Linked DNA regions of Sus scrofa: region 1 is linked to region 2. A link is a contact called in public promoter capture Hi-C data. All regions are on one chromosome and are shown on one strand. Each heading gives the region's core, a stretch centred on a gene start, on an enhancer-like site or on the middle of the called end of the contact. The rest is flanking DNA. Distances are from core to core; before and after follow the strand shown. Region 1 holds the start of HTATSF1 (HIV Tat-specific factor 1). Region 2 holds the start of MMGT1 (membrane magnesium transporter 1).

Region 1 (6,431 bases), core at 2,413-4,912, 470 kb after region 2:
TGATAATTGGGCAAAGTTATCTTTCACAAATATTGTGAAGAACTTGCCTTCTTCACGGGCAGAATAAGTGGCCACGTTTATGGTGTCATTTGAGGGCTCCAAAGAGGGCCCCCCTGGTCAAAAACTCTGCGAGCCTGCCAGTGTCTGAAATTCTTCCTTTAAGGAAATTCATTTCTTTCTGGTAAGCAGTGCCCTCTTTCTAAAAGATGCAGAAGTACCACATGTGATCCCTAACACCTGGGTGTGCAGATGTCATCAGATCATCTTCCTGCCTGACTACCCGAAACCCCAAGTGTGCCTGAGTCCTGTAAGAGTATGACCTCATTAATCTCTGCCCTTGGAAATCAGATGGAAGGTTCTGATTTTCTGTCCTCTGCTCCTACTTGCTACCGCTTTAAGCTTACTAATAAATATTATTTCCAACAACTGCTGTTGTCAATAGATGTGTCAGATTTAGATTTGTGGTTTCAGAAAAATGTTTTCTTGGGGCAAATTAAAGCATATGTTTGGCACTATTGATAGTTAAATCTGTATTTTCAAAAACTTGATTTTGGGGTGTGCTTTTGGTAACTCCGAGCTTCTTTAAGTGGCTTGTGTACCTGTGAGCTTTTGCTTAAAGATGTGGCTTGAATGGGGACATCTATATTAACACTAGGCTTTCCATTTCTGTAAAACTGGCTTCCTTAAAGTGGGAGGGGGTCTTAGTATTGTTTTGAGTTGGACATTGTACTAAGTGGAGAGAAACAAATAAATGTGAACTTAAGTTTTGAATGACTTTGTTATTCTAAAAACCCTCTGGCAGAGTATCACTGAGAACCCACTTTAACCCCAAAATTTATTTTCAAGTCCCCAAAGTCCAAAGTATTTTACTATTTTCCTTACTCTGGCTAAACATTACATCTTTACTCTCCCAAGTATAACATTTTAGAAATGACTTGATACAAGTACCAGATTACAAAAGCTAAGCAAGCTTTCCAGCACTTGATAAAACCAGAGCTCAAAGAACTTTTTCTTCATTCTCAATAATCCCTAGGTGACCTAGGGGCTCTGATAGAAAATAATTCCCAAAATAGTTTTATAGGACATCAGCCTCCCAACCAGAGTTGGGGAATTGGGATTAAAATCCATGGCTTTGCTTTGATTTTTTTGGAGGGGGTGGTCTCCTTTTTTTAACAGATTATCCTTGTGAGAGCTAACCTTACAAGCAGGCCTCGGCAGCCACAATTTCTGTCACACTGCCTACTGTGGTACAGAAATGTGATTGCAGAATATTTCATTTCTTTAGAGAGGGTCCTAAGTGCCAGGGTTGGGACACATGACAAATTTTGTATGCGTCGCAATTTTGTTCAGGCTCTGCCCTGACCCAAGACTTGGAGCAATGGATCATAATAATATGCTACAAAGCAGGAAAGCAGAGTCACAAATTTAGATACGGCTTTGTCACTGAAGTTGAAAGTACTGGGAAACATTTAACACTGGCATACCTACTGAAAGTAGCCAATTTGGGTTTAAACAATTTCTGCAGTTATAACCATCTTAAGTCAGGGATCCATCAATCTTTTTGTCAAAAGGAGTTACTTTTATTTCCACTAAGTCTTGACTTTACAGGAAGCGGGGAGAGGAAAATTCCCAGGGAGTGAGCTTGAATGAGAGAGCTACTTTTTAAAAACTGAGTTTGGGATACTTCAGTAATTTTCCAGAAAAAGTTCCTAGGTCAGGTAGATGACTTCTCTGGCCAGGCAGTCTCTACTTTCCTAGGTTATTGTATTTTTATCCACCAAGAAGGCCGTGGCCTATTAGGCAGGAGTACAGAGAAGCCGGTGGTCTGGGGTTCTGTCTTCCTGGGTCCGGCAGCCCCTCATGTGGCCCACCTTATCCCAGTGCTGGAGTTTCCGGAGCTATCCCCTATCTTTATAACAAAGGACACCCCCCCTTTTTTTGGTCTTTTGTCTTTTTATTTTTTTTAGGGCTGCACCCGCAGCATATGGAGGTTCCCAGGTTAGGGGTCAGAGTCAAATCGGAGCTGCAGCTGCCGGCCTGCACCAGAGCCACAGCAACTCGGGATCCGAGCCGCATCTTCGACCTACACCACAACTCACGGCAATGCTGGATCCTTAACCCACTGAGCAAGGCCAGGGATCGAACCCGCATCCTCGTGGATACTAGTCGGGTTCATTAACCACTGAGCCATGATGGGAACTCCAGACATTCCCCCCTTTTTGCTTGTTACCTTGAGCATTTGCGACGTGTTAAAAAAAAATCTTGAAAAAAAAAAAGGTTATAAAGACAGAGATACTTCGATTTCCTCAGTTACAAGGAATTTAATTCTAGGAATCCAAAAGGATTTAACAACGGGAAACAAGCCTCATGTCCAATGGCCAAACAGAATGCCATCACAGGTGCAAGCATGCTTAGCTCCCAAGGCCACTGCTCCTCCCTGCCTCAGCTTCTCCCCTCACCCCTGGAGAACTTCTCCACAGAAGGCCTGTTTCGCTTACTACCTTCCCTATGTGGACCTCCCTGCTTCTGGGCTACTCTGACCCTGTCCCTGTCTGTTCCAGTCTCATCCCTCTCTCTGGGAGGGGCTCATTGAGTCAAAGTCAGTCTAGAATGCGGGGTTTCCCCACCAGGTCACAGGCCTCTGGGTAGACTTTGGCTGGGTCGCGTGGGACCCAAGCATCAGGAAACTTTTTGGCCACCTGCTCAGAGGGGCCTGTGGATATAGCAGGTGCTCAGTGTCACGTGCAGCAGAGCTGTGCAGCATATTGTCACCTATGCTGTGAACTCGCTCAGGAATGAAATGGGAGCCCAATAACACATTGCTGAAAACAGCTGTATACTATTTTAGGATCCTGGAAGAAATATTTAGCAATGCTTAAATGAGCCTAACAAAACTCGTGTTATCTATATTATAAAAACGCATGCAAGTGCTAATGCACGCATGTTTTTTCTAAAAGGCCAAAAAAAGATGTCAGCCGGGCCGTAAAGGTAGTATGTACACTGGAGGTTAAAGTTTCCGGTTTGGAGCTTGAGCACGTCTGAATTATGGAGTACTGGGGGCAGGCAACTGCTGCCATTCCTTTCCAGAGACTGAGAAAAGCTCCGGAGAGATTTAAAAAAAAAAAAAGGAGCTGAGGCTTGGCAAAGGATGGTCCTTCCACCCATCCTTCGTGCATTCTTTCATTCAATCACGCACCACACACGCACTAGACACCAGACCCCGGGCTAGGAGATCGGGCTAGAAACATGAACAAGAGCTGGCACCTCTTGTACGAAAATCGTAACGAAACAAGTAAAAGCCCTGTTTCCACGCGGAGGAGGGGCTTTGGGGCGAAGGAGGCGCATCTTTTTCTCGCAGCCGGACCTGGCCCGCCCGCCCCGTCTACTCCCCCAAGATGGCGGCCGCCCGGACGCCCGCCCCGGCGCCGGCCGAGTGGGAAACGTCCCACGCGTTCGGGTTACCGCCCGGCCCCGGCCCGCCGCGGCCCGCCGCGGCCCCCGCGGAGCCCAAAGTCCCCGAGGCGACGCGGGCCCGCGCCGTGGCGACCCACGTGGGCATCCCCGCGGGCAGCTGCGCAGCCCCCGTTGCCCCGCCCCCGGAGCCCCACGCCGCCGAGCCGCGTCGACGCCTGTTGACGCCACTGGGGGCGTGTCGGCGCGACCCGCGACGTCGCGACGCTCCGACAATGGCGACTGCGTCAGCCTGAGCGGGCCTTCGTTTTCAAGTGGTTTCCGGACGTGGCCGCGGGAGCCGCAGTCGCCTCAGACCCGGTCGGCGGCGGTGGCGCGCGCGCGCGCTCCCGCCGCGCCCTGGATCGAGCGGCGGCGGCGGCGGCGGCGAGGCCCGGCGGGGCGAGCGAGGTGGGCGGTGGCGCGGCGGGGCGGGGAGCAGCGGCGCGCGCGCGCGCGCAGGGGGCGGGCGGAGCGGGGGGCGGCGCGTCCAGCGAGCGGCCCCGACTTCCCGGGGGCTGCTGGGGCGCCGCGGGGAGGCGGGCCGGGGGGCGGTGGGGCGCGGGTTGAGCGCGGCCGACCTCTCTTTCTCTATTGCCCTCCAGCATCAGCTCGGCCTCTTAGCTCTCTCAGACCCTGCCCCTGGGCTAAGTCGGCAACATGAGCGGCAACAACTTGGATGCGAATGATGAGTTTGATGAGCAGTTGCGAATGCAAGAATTGTACGGAGACACCAAGGACGGCGACACCCAGAAAGATCCCGGTGGAGAAACCGATTCTTTCGGGCAGCAGCCGGCTGACACCCCGTACGAGTGGGACCTGGACAAGAAGGCTTGGTTCCCCAAGGTAAGAGTCGCGCGGGCGCCACTGCAAAGCGGTCCCTCCTGGCCAGCCTCGCGTGGCGCTCCTTTCACGTTTTCTTTGCCGAGCTCCTGGGTTAGAGCCCCTCTGGATAGTGACGTTTCTTTTTGTTGTGTCTAGCAGAACCGACGTGTAAAGGAACCGAAATCTTTAGGGAGATTGATTTTATCTGTGAAGGTCACAGTTGGTTATTGCATTGGTGACTGCTTTTTATTGCAAAGAGGAAAAAACACCAAGAGCAAATTTAGTAGCTGTTAATCTCAGGAAGCCAACCTCACTTATCCTAGGAATTCAGATATTTAGCTGAAGTACTGTGTGCAAAATGCAACTTACTGATTTGGGACAGAAAGAAGTCGCAGTTGATAGATCTTTACTGATTAAACTTTGCGCCTCTTTTTACTTTCTATTAAATTTTGTCCCTGGACATGTATGTTTGAATCATATCACCACAGGAATATGACTAGAGGTGCACAGACTGCGGATGGAAAAGATCTGTGCATATTTAATTAGAGCACTTAGAAGTTGTTAAGTACTTTATTTCAGCTTGTAAGTGAAATGACTGATGGTAAACTTGGTTCTGTAAACTTTTTGGTAAAAGTACCCTGTTAATCACAGTCTCATGTGGGTGGGGAAAAAAGGATACTACTCACAGACTAATTGACTTGCAAGCCGCCGATACAAACTGTCTCCACTGTGTAATGTGAGTGTTATTTTTGTTAATTATTTATTTCAACTTTTTTTCTTTCCCATTTCGTATTTGTGTATATGTTCCAACCCGTCCAAATCGTTAAACTTACTGTATGACTTCTTGTAATGGTAGTGCCCGCTAGTGTGCAGTTTCTTCAGCCTTCTGAGCACTTTAACAGTAGTCTGATAATGGATTAATGTGTGGCTTTGTCTTTTTATGTTATGAAAGCCCATACCTCTTCAAACCTTGAACTTTTAAATCTTCTTCATTCCTGCATATGCCTAACATTGATTGGTATGAAGATATAACTACATTTCTTTCATTGTGCAACTGTGCTTTTCCCCCCCAAAAGCCAGGAGGATAGAAGTCAGTTGGGTTTGTTCTGACATTAAGACGATAATGTGATTTAATTAGTGATGGAGTTAAAATAAGCATTTCGTTTTTATCATTATTAGCCCCATTCTTTATATGCTAAATCACAGTTCTATTCTGGGATTTCTGTGCCTACAAGTATTTAAATATTTAGTGTGCATATGCTTTTATTCATCCATATAGTAAAAGAAAATTTGATTCTGTTGTTAGATTATTAGTTGACTATTGTTTTTTTTCTGTTTTATTGTTATCTAGTACTTCCTTTGTTATATTTATTTATAGCCTCAGTCAAGTAGATTGCAGAGAGAGTAATTCATAAACAAAACAACTGGAAAAGGTGCCAACATCACTTAAAATGCCTTTTATAGTATCTCAGACTTTGGTATTGATAATGCAAGTATCTATGTCTTAGTTTTTTATCACTTTATGCACAACTGTCTATGTAAGATGACTGTTCTTTCATGTATGCTTTAATTACTGTCATCCACAGAAACATTTGTATGTTAGGTTGCATAACTGAATATGCTGTTATTTAACACAGTGTAAACTTTTTCTGGGAAGAAATCATTTTTGAATATCTGTGTGTGTATTCTAAATGTCTTGTTTAGATCACTGAAGATTTCATTGCTACATATCAGGCCAATTACGGCTTTTCTAATGATGGTGCGTCTAGCTCTGCTGCAAGTGTCCAGGATGTCAGTGCTAGGACCACAGAGGAGCCTCCGCAAAGGAAAACCCCTGAACCCAGTGATCCCAGAAAGAAAGGAGAAAAGAGAAAGGCTGAATCAGGTAAGTGGATTTAGCTTGCAAAACCTGAGTATAAAAATTAAAAATGTGAGCGTGTGCGTATATAGTTACTTTTGAAGAATTATAAAATAGCTTTGATAGTATTATAAGATTGGCTTTTTTATTGTTATTGTTATTCAAGTTCATATGTTGGCTCTCACACTATCCTGTGGGCATCTAATCCAGTTCAATTCTCAGTTTCTTCCTTTGCAAAATAGTGCTATTATTATGAGATGATCTAAAGTTCTGTTCCTCGGAGTTCCCGTCGTGGTGC
Region 2 (6,963 bases), core at 434-2,933:
ACTGGCAGTTTCTTAGTTGTGACATTACACCGCAGTAATGTAAGATGCTACCAGTGGGGGAACCTGGGGGGAGAGGTATACAGTAATTCTCTGTACTATCTTTGCAGCCTTTCTGTAAATCTAAAATTTCACAACAAAAATTTAATAAAGCTGAATTTCTGTCAGACAAATGTCATAATACACATATGTAAAAAGTAATTTTAATAATTGGATCCTTTTAATTATATATAATAAATAGGACAAAAGGTTTTGTCTTGAAAACAATTGGCGCTTTGAAGGAAGTCACATTTCGTTTTCTACTTTAGTCCTGAAGATGGAAAGTAATCTAGCAAAGAAAGGAATAAAGGTCAACTCTGAATTTGTTCCCTTCATTCAAGTTCTTAAATACCTACAGTGGAGAACACTGTGCTAGGCATGAAATTACAGAAATAAACAAAATATACATTGTCTCTGTCCTCATGGGTTCTATAGGTTAGGAAAGAGGTCAGCAAACTGTTCCTGTAAAGGACCAGATATTATTATCTGTTGCAACTACTCAACTTTGCCCTTAGTGAGCGGCCAGACAATACCCAAATGAATGGGTGTGGCTGTGTGCCCATAAAACTTCACTGATGGACAGTGAAACCTGGATTTTATATAACTGTCATGGATCATAAAATGATATTCCTTTGTTTTTTCCAAAACAAATTAAAAGTCTAAAAGCATTCTTAGCTCCCTGCAAAAACAGGAGGGAGGCCGCATTTGGCCCACATGCCAGAGATGGCTAGCTCCTGGTCTAGGAGAGAAGACCTCAAAACAGATCAACCGTCTCAAGACTGCACTGCATCCTCTGCTGGACTCCAGGTTTCTTCTTGACCTCACAATTGTATGCGTATGATAAAGTACTTTTACTTTTTTTTTTTTTCACTTAAACTTCCCTATCGCTCTTTGACATAGACAGGGCACGAATTAAAATCCACCTCAATGAAACTTCAGGGAAGGGATATGATGTGCCCAAGGTCACGGATTTAGTGGTAAAGCAAGTTTTTAAGAACCAGCCTTCCAATCCCCCAGTTCAGTGCTCTTCGCCCTGGATCACAGTGCCTCCCTGAGGCAAATGGTCACCTAACTTCTCAGTGTGCCTGGACAGCCCAGGAGTGCCCAAGATGTTGTCCATCTAGTTGTCATGGGGCCGTGAGCATCCGAGATCCTCAGTCTGACACTTTGTCTGATCAGCCCCACGCTGGATCTGACATCACTTGTTTCGAATTCTCGGATAGACTTCCTCTCTGCCCATCCTGCAGCCCGCCGGTCCCGTGCTGAGCCCTCTCCCCAACACCCCCTTCCAATCCTGCTGCAATCCCAGGTGCCCCACTCTCCTCTAACTCACACTGAAAGCCTTGCACCGGGGAGCCCTGTACTGCTTCTCACACTCACCCCAAAGTCTAAGGTCTCAAATGACCGTTCCCGGGACACTCGGTCCGACACTCCCTTCAGGGGTGCGCCCACACGTTGCCCCCGGAGTCCCGCACGGGAGCGGTCCCCGTCCCCCAGGCACTTACGCTGCGCAGCGGAAAACGCCGCGTGGGCTAGGGCGAAGAGGCCGATGCCCACCAGCCCCTTCCAGAGCGACGGCGCCATGACTCCGAAGGAGCAGCAGCCCAACAAAGAAGCGAAGGGCGGCGGAGCCGTTCCTTCCTCCACCGGCGGGTGTCCGCGCAGCGCGGAGAGATGACGTCACTGAACCCCTGGGCGCGAAGTGCCTGAGAGGTGGGAAAAGCTAAGAGCCATGAGAAAGCGGAAACAGGAATGCCGGGAAGAAGGAGAAAGCGACACGGAAAAAGGTCCGCGAGTGGCGAGGAGCCGGGCCTGCGCCGGGCTGCCGCTCTGCGAGGGGCGGAGCTGAGCAGAGGGCATCAAAGAGGAGGCGAGAGCGAATCAATGGGGAAGCGGAGAAGATGGGCGCCAGCAAATGAGCGCGCGCCGTGGGGCAGGGGGCGGGGCCTGCGGGGAGTTCCGGGCTGGGCAAAGGAATTGGGGCACTGGGGGCTGGTGTTAAAGGTGGTCTGTGCTGGCTCCCTACCCCTGGGCAGGGGGAGGTTGTTTGTTTGTTTTGCTTTTCCCTTGTCAAGCTGCGTTCTTTGTTTTCTGTCGACCTTTCCTGTATTTCAGCCTTCTGGCAACCGGCACTGCGGAAGGAGGCAAGGGTGTGAAAGCGAGGTGGCGGGTGGGATGTAGAGGAAAACCACCCTGGATTTGGAGCCCCAAATAAGTGGTAGGCCGGGGGGAGGGTAAAAGTTAGTTTCCTTCTAAGTGTCCGTACCTTCCCGCCCAAAGTGTAGCCCAGCGGGACGTTCTGTCATGAAGAGAACCAGTTTACATAAGGGAGAAATGAAATGGGAAGAATAAAAGGATGCTAACAACACAGGCCAATCTTCTGCCTCTGTGATCAGAATAAAATATACTCTCCTTTCTCGATATGTGTGTGTGTGTGTATTTGGTCTTCAGCCCATAAAATACAGACAATTTGATATCGGAACTTCATACACCTAAGAGAAAAGTTATATTCCTTATGCTTCTTTAGAAATGACTAGTTTAAAATTGAATAGCTTAGAGCCCTTCCTGTGCTTCTCCCTGGCTTAATTGCACTCTTTTTTTTTTTTTTGTCTTTTTGCTATTTCTTTGGGCCGCTCTCACGGCATATGGAGGTTCCCAGGCTAGGGGTCGAATCGGAGCTGTAGCCACTGGCCTACGCCAGAGCCACAGCAACGCGGGATCCGAGCCGCGTCTGAAACCTACACCACAGCTCATGGCAACGCCGGATCCTTAACCCACTGAGCAAGGGCAGGGACCGAACCCTCAACCTCATGGTTCCTAGTCGGATTCGTTAACCACTGCGCCACGACGGGAACTCCTAATTGCACTCTTAACACAATCACCCCTGAGCTTCAGATTAGGCACCCTGAGCACAATTGCCTGTGGGTCAAAGATTAAGCACATGATGTTTTGGGGGGGGACTTTCCTAGATTACCCTAATATCTGAACAATATGCTCTTTTCAAAAGTTTTTTTTGTTTGTTTGTTTTTTGTCTTTTCTAGGGCCGCACCCACAGCATATGGAGGTTCCCAGGCTAGGGGTTGAATCGGAGCTGTAACCACCGGCCTGCGCCAGAGCCACAGCAATGCCAGATCCGAGCCGCGTCTGCAACCTACACCACAGCTCACAGCCACACCGGATCCTTAACCCACTGAGCAAGGCCAGGGACCGAACCTGCAACCTCATGGTTCCCAGCTGGATCCACCAACCACCAAGCCATGACAGGAACTCCCGAAAGTATTTTTATTTTGGGAAAAATCGAGATACGACGACCCAGAAGACCACCAGGATCTTGCGGAGACCTCATGACACCAACCTCAATTCCACCAACTAAGGAGTCCCACAAAGAAAGAAGAATGCATATTTGTCCTCAACCCCAGTTCTTATCCCGAACCTTGTTTTTCTCCTTTTTACTATAAAACTCCCTGCAATTCTTCCCAATGGAGAACAGTCTTCAAGGCAGTAGCCCACTGTGGCCTCCTTTGCCTGGCAAAGCAATAAAAGCTATTTTTTTCTCCTTTACCCAAAACTTTCTCCTTGTTTCTATTCTGCATCAATGAACAGAGGCTGAGTTTCGGCAACAATTTTATGTTGACCTCTTTACACCCTGCTGTCCTTTGGCCTGCTTGCCTATTTATTCCCACTGCTTTCAGCCGTTGTCAATATTAGTGATTCCAAATCGACATCTGTCTCCCAAATGTCTCTCCTTAGTTCCAGACTTGTATTTCCAACTACCTGCTGATCATTTCTTTCTATCATGTGGCACTCCATTTTTTTTTTTTTTTTTTGGCCACACCTGTGGCATATGTAAGTTCCCAGGCCATGGCTCAAATCTGTGCTGGATCCTTAACCCATCCCACTGCATCCAGCCAGGGATGGAAGCAGCACCAGAGCCACTGCAGAGACAACGTCAGATCCTTAACCTGCTGTGCCACAGCGGGAAATCCTGGCACTTCAAATTTAATATGGCTGAAATAGAATTTGTCTCTTTTAACAAACTCCACCACCTCTCATGGTGCCCCCTGACTGGTTGGCATAACGTTGTAAACTGCATATCACAGGGTAAATGCAAAGTATGAGCACCGTCCTTTCCCCTCAACCCCGTCAGAATTCTGCATTTGAGCTGCATCCATTTGCTCCCTCTCACTTGCTGCTAGACACCACTCCTGACCACCCTTTCAAATTTGCACTCTTCCCATTCCTGATCCCCCTCATCTGCTCTATTTTCTTATCACCTTCTCATATACTCTGTAATTTAATTTATCATGTTTGTATGTTATGGTTTACTGTCTCTCTTCCCCTAGAAATGTAAGTTCCAAGAGGACAGAGATTTCTGTCTATACCGAGAACATTGCCTATCACATGGTAGGTATTTAATAAATGTTTGCTAATGAATGAATGAATTATGGGAGAGAAGTGGGGAGGGATGTACCATCATTTGAAAAGATCTCAGAGTTCCCGTTGTGGCTCAGTGGTAATAAACCCGACTAGAATCCATGAGTACACAGGTTCGATCTCTGGCCTTGCTCAGTGGGTTAATGATCTGGCATTGCTACGAACTGTGGTGTAGGTCGCAGACACAGCTTGAATCCTGTGTTGCTATGGCTGTAGTGTAGGCTGACAGCTGCAGCTCTGATTCGACCCCTAGCCTGGGAACATCCATATGCCATAGGTGTTGTCCTAAAAAGACCAAAAAAAAAAAAAAAAAAAAAAACAGATCTCTAGGAGTTCTCATTGTGGCTCAGTGGGTTAAGAACCCCGACTAGTATCCATGAGGACTTGGGTTTGACTTCTGGCCTCACTCAGCAGGTTAAGGATCCAGCATTGCCATGAGCTGAGGTGTAGGTCGCAGACGCAGCTCGGATTTCATTGCTGTGGCTGTGGTGTAGTTTGGCAGCTGCAGCTCCGATTCAGCGCCTAGCCTAGAAACTTCCATATGCTGCAGGTACAGCCCTTAAAAAAAAAAAATCTCTACAGAGAGTCCTTCATTTTGAATCGGGTTCAAAAATTCCAGTGGACTTGTACACACCCCTAAATTTTGATAACATTTTGATTGATGATAAATATTTTCTGATATACTTGGGTTTCCTCAAAGCTGAAAAAAATTTAGAAAATAAAGAAGGCATCCAAAAGTCATCAGATTTCTTCGACTTTACCTGTATAGTTCTTGTCCTGGATCCCATTTTCCAAACCTTTCATTACGGTCATTGTTTTTCTCTGGGCCCTCTGCAATTTCTTCACCTCTAATCCAAGAGTTGACATGGTACTTGATCAATGTCAAGTACAGCATATTGTATTCCTTACAAATATAGCCCAATTATAACCCTAACAATCAGGAAGAACCAGGAAATAATCTCTACACTTGACAGGAAAGTGTTTCCTTCTCCACTCCTGGGAGGTGGCCAGATAAAAAAGATAGTTTTTGGTTTTTTTTTTTTTTTTTTTTTTTTGGTCTTTTTGCCATTTCTTGGGCCACTATCGCAGCATATGGAGGTTCCCAGGCTAGGGGTCTAATCGGAGTTGTAGCCACTGGCCTATATCACAGCCACAGCCACGCGGGATCCGAGCCGCACCTGCAACCTACACCAGAGCTCACGGCAATGCCAGATTCTTAACCCACTGAGCACGGCCAGGGATCGAACCCGAAACTTCATGGTTTCTAGTCGGAGTCGTTAACCACTGTGCCGCCACGGGAATTCCCAAGAAAAGATAGTTGATACAAAATTAAAAAATCTTAAACTTTGTTTTGGCTCTGATGATGGTCATGTTGAAATTAATCTTTTCAGGTACTCTATTAAATCACCTGAATATTTGCTAATAATATTTGTTAATGTTAATTTATCTGAAACAGAAAATGATTAAAAGGTTTCTCAAGGGAGCTGAGATCGGGTGATTTTCCTTTAAAAAGATGAGGTTATGTGCTGGGGCACATGTTCAATCCCCTGTCTGGTGCAGTGGGTTCGGGATCCAATGTTGCCACAGCTCTGGTGTAGGTTGCAGCTGCGGCTCAGATTCAATCTTTGGCTAGGAACTTCCACATGCTGTGGATGCAGCCCCCAAAAATGAGGTTATAGAAAAAAAGAGTCAGTGAGGATTCTGGTATTTGTATAAACCACCAATACATGACCCTACTCGTCAAGGAAGTAACCTGTATCCAGGTATTGAATTTTGTTTTCTCCATTACACACTCAAAATGCATTCTGCACTGTGTCTTCTTTTGAATATCTTACCAATATACTGAGTGCAAAAGAAACTAGGCTAGTTTTACATTTTCTAGAAATAAATGGTTAATTCATATTCATGGCGTGAAATTGTCTTATCTATAGATTCCACCCTGAAAGAAGCCAAGATCGTCATAGTCACAGTTACCAAGGACTGTATTTTTCAAGTAAGTACCTTGGGTCCGCTCACACGATGTTCTCGACATTGAGTCAATCCCACAGGTGCAAGGCACAGCTCATGGAAACACTGTTTTCATTAGCTCTTAGAACAAAAGTCAAACCTCATGAGAAGGAACATTTAAATACCTAGGTGACCCCCAAAGTGCCTTTAGTTTTCCCCAAGAAAGAGGCATTGTCCATATGCACAGTGGATTAATGATGCAGACGTTAGTAAAAGTGGGAATAACCATCTCTAAAGTGTTTGCTATGGAGACGGAGATGTTGTTTCTGAAGATTCCTAACAGTTTCCTCAGGATAGTTGGGTGAGTAGAGAAGGCACCGCAGTCCCAGAATTGTCTTCAAGTTAACCAACTTTTTTACTGCTACCCAACTAGAGGAGTAACTTCATACACTACATCCCGGTATCCATTCCCCACACAGATTGTCCCTCTACCTAGCATGCTGTCCTTTCCTACCTAGGTCAAAAGCCAACTTTCCCTAGAAATCC

What was found. Promoter capture Hi-C pulls out the DNA fragments that hold promoters and counts their contacts.
Region 1: a promoter capture Hi-C map of fetal skeletal muscle shows a contact between it and region 2, with 8 times the contacts expected there. The contact joins the promoter of HTATSF1 here to the promoter of MMGT1 in region 2. A contact is called at or near these places in 3 of 5 promoter capture datasets (fetal liver, fetal skeletal muscle and liver) and 1 of 47 Hi-C or Micro-C datasets (heart right ventricle).

The regions. Positions count from the first base shown.
Region 1 is chrX:111,620,641-111,627,071 of Sscrofa11.1, forward strand. HTATSF1 (HIV Tat-specific factor 1) reads left to right here and starts at 3,663. Exons shown (of 11, transcript XM_021079891.1): 1 at 3,663-3,861; 2 at 4,056-4,296; 3 at 5,980-6,160. The coding sequence starts at 4,111.
Region 2 is chrX:111,156,615-111,163,577 of Sscrofa11.1, forward strand. MMGT1 (membrane magnesium transporter 1) reads right to left here and starts at 1,684. Exons shown (of 4, transcript NM_001243208.1): 1 at 1,542-1,684. The coding sequence starts at 1,620.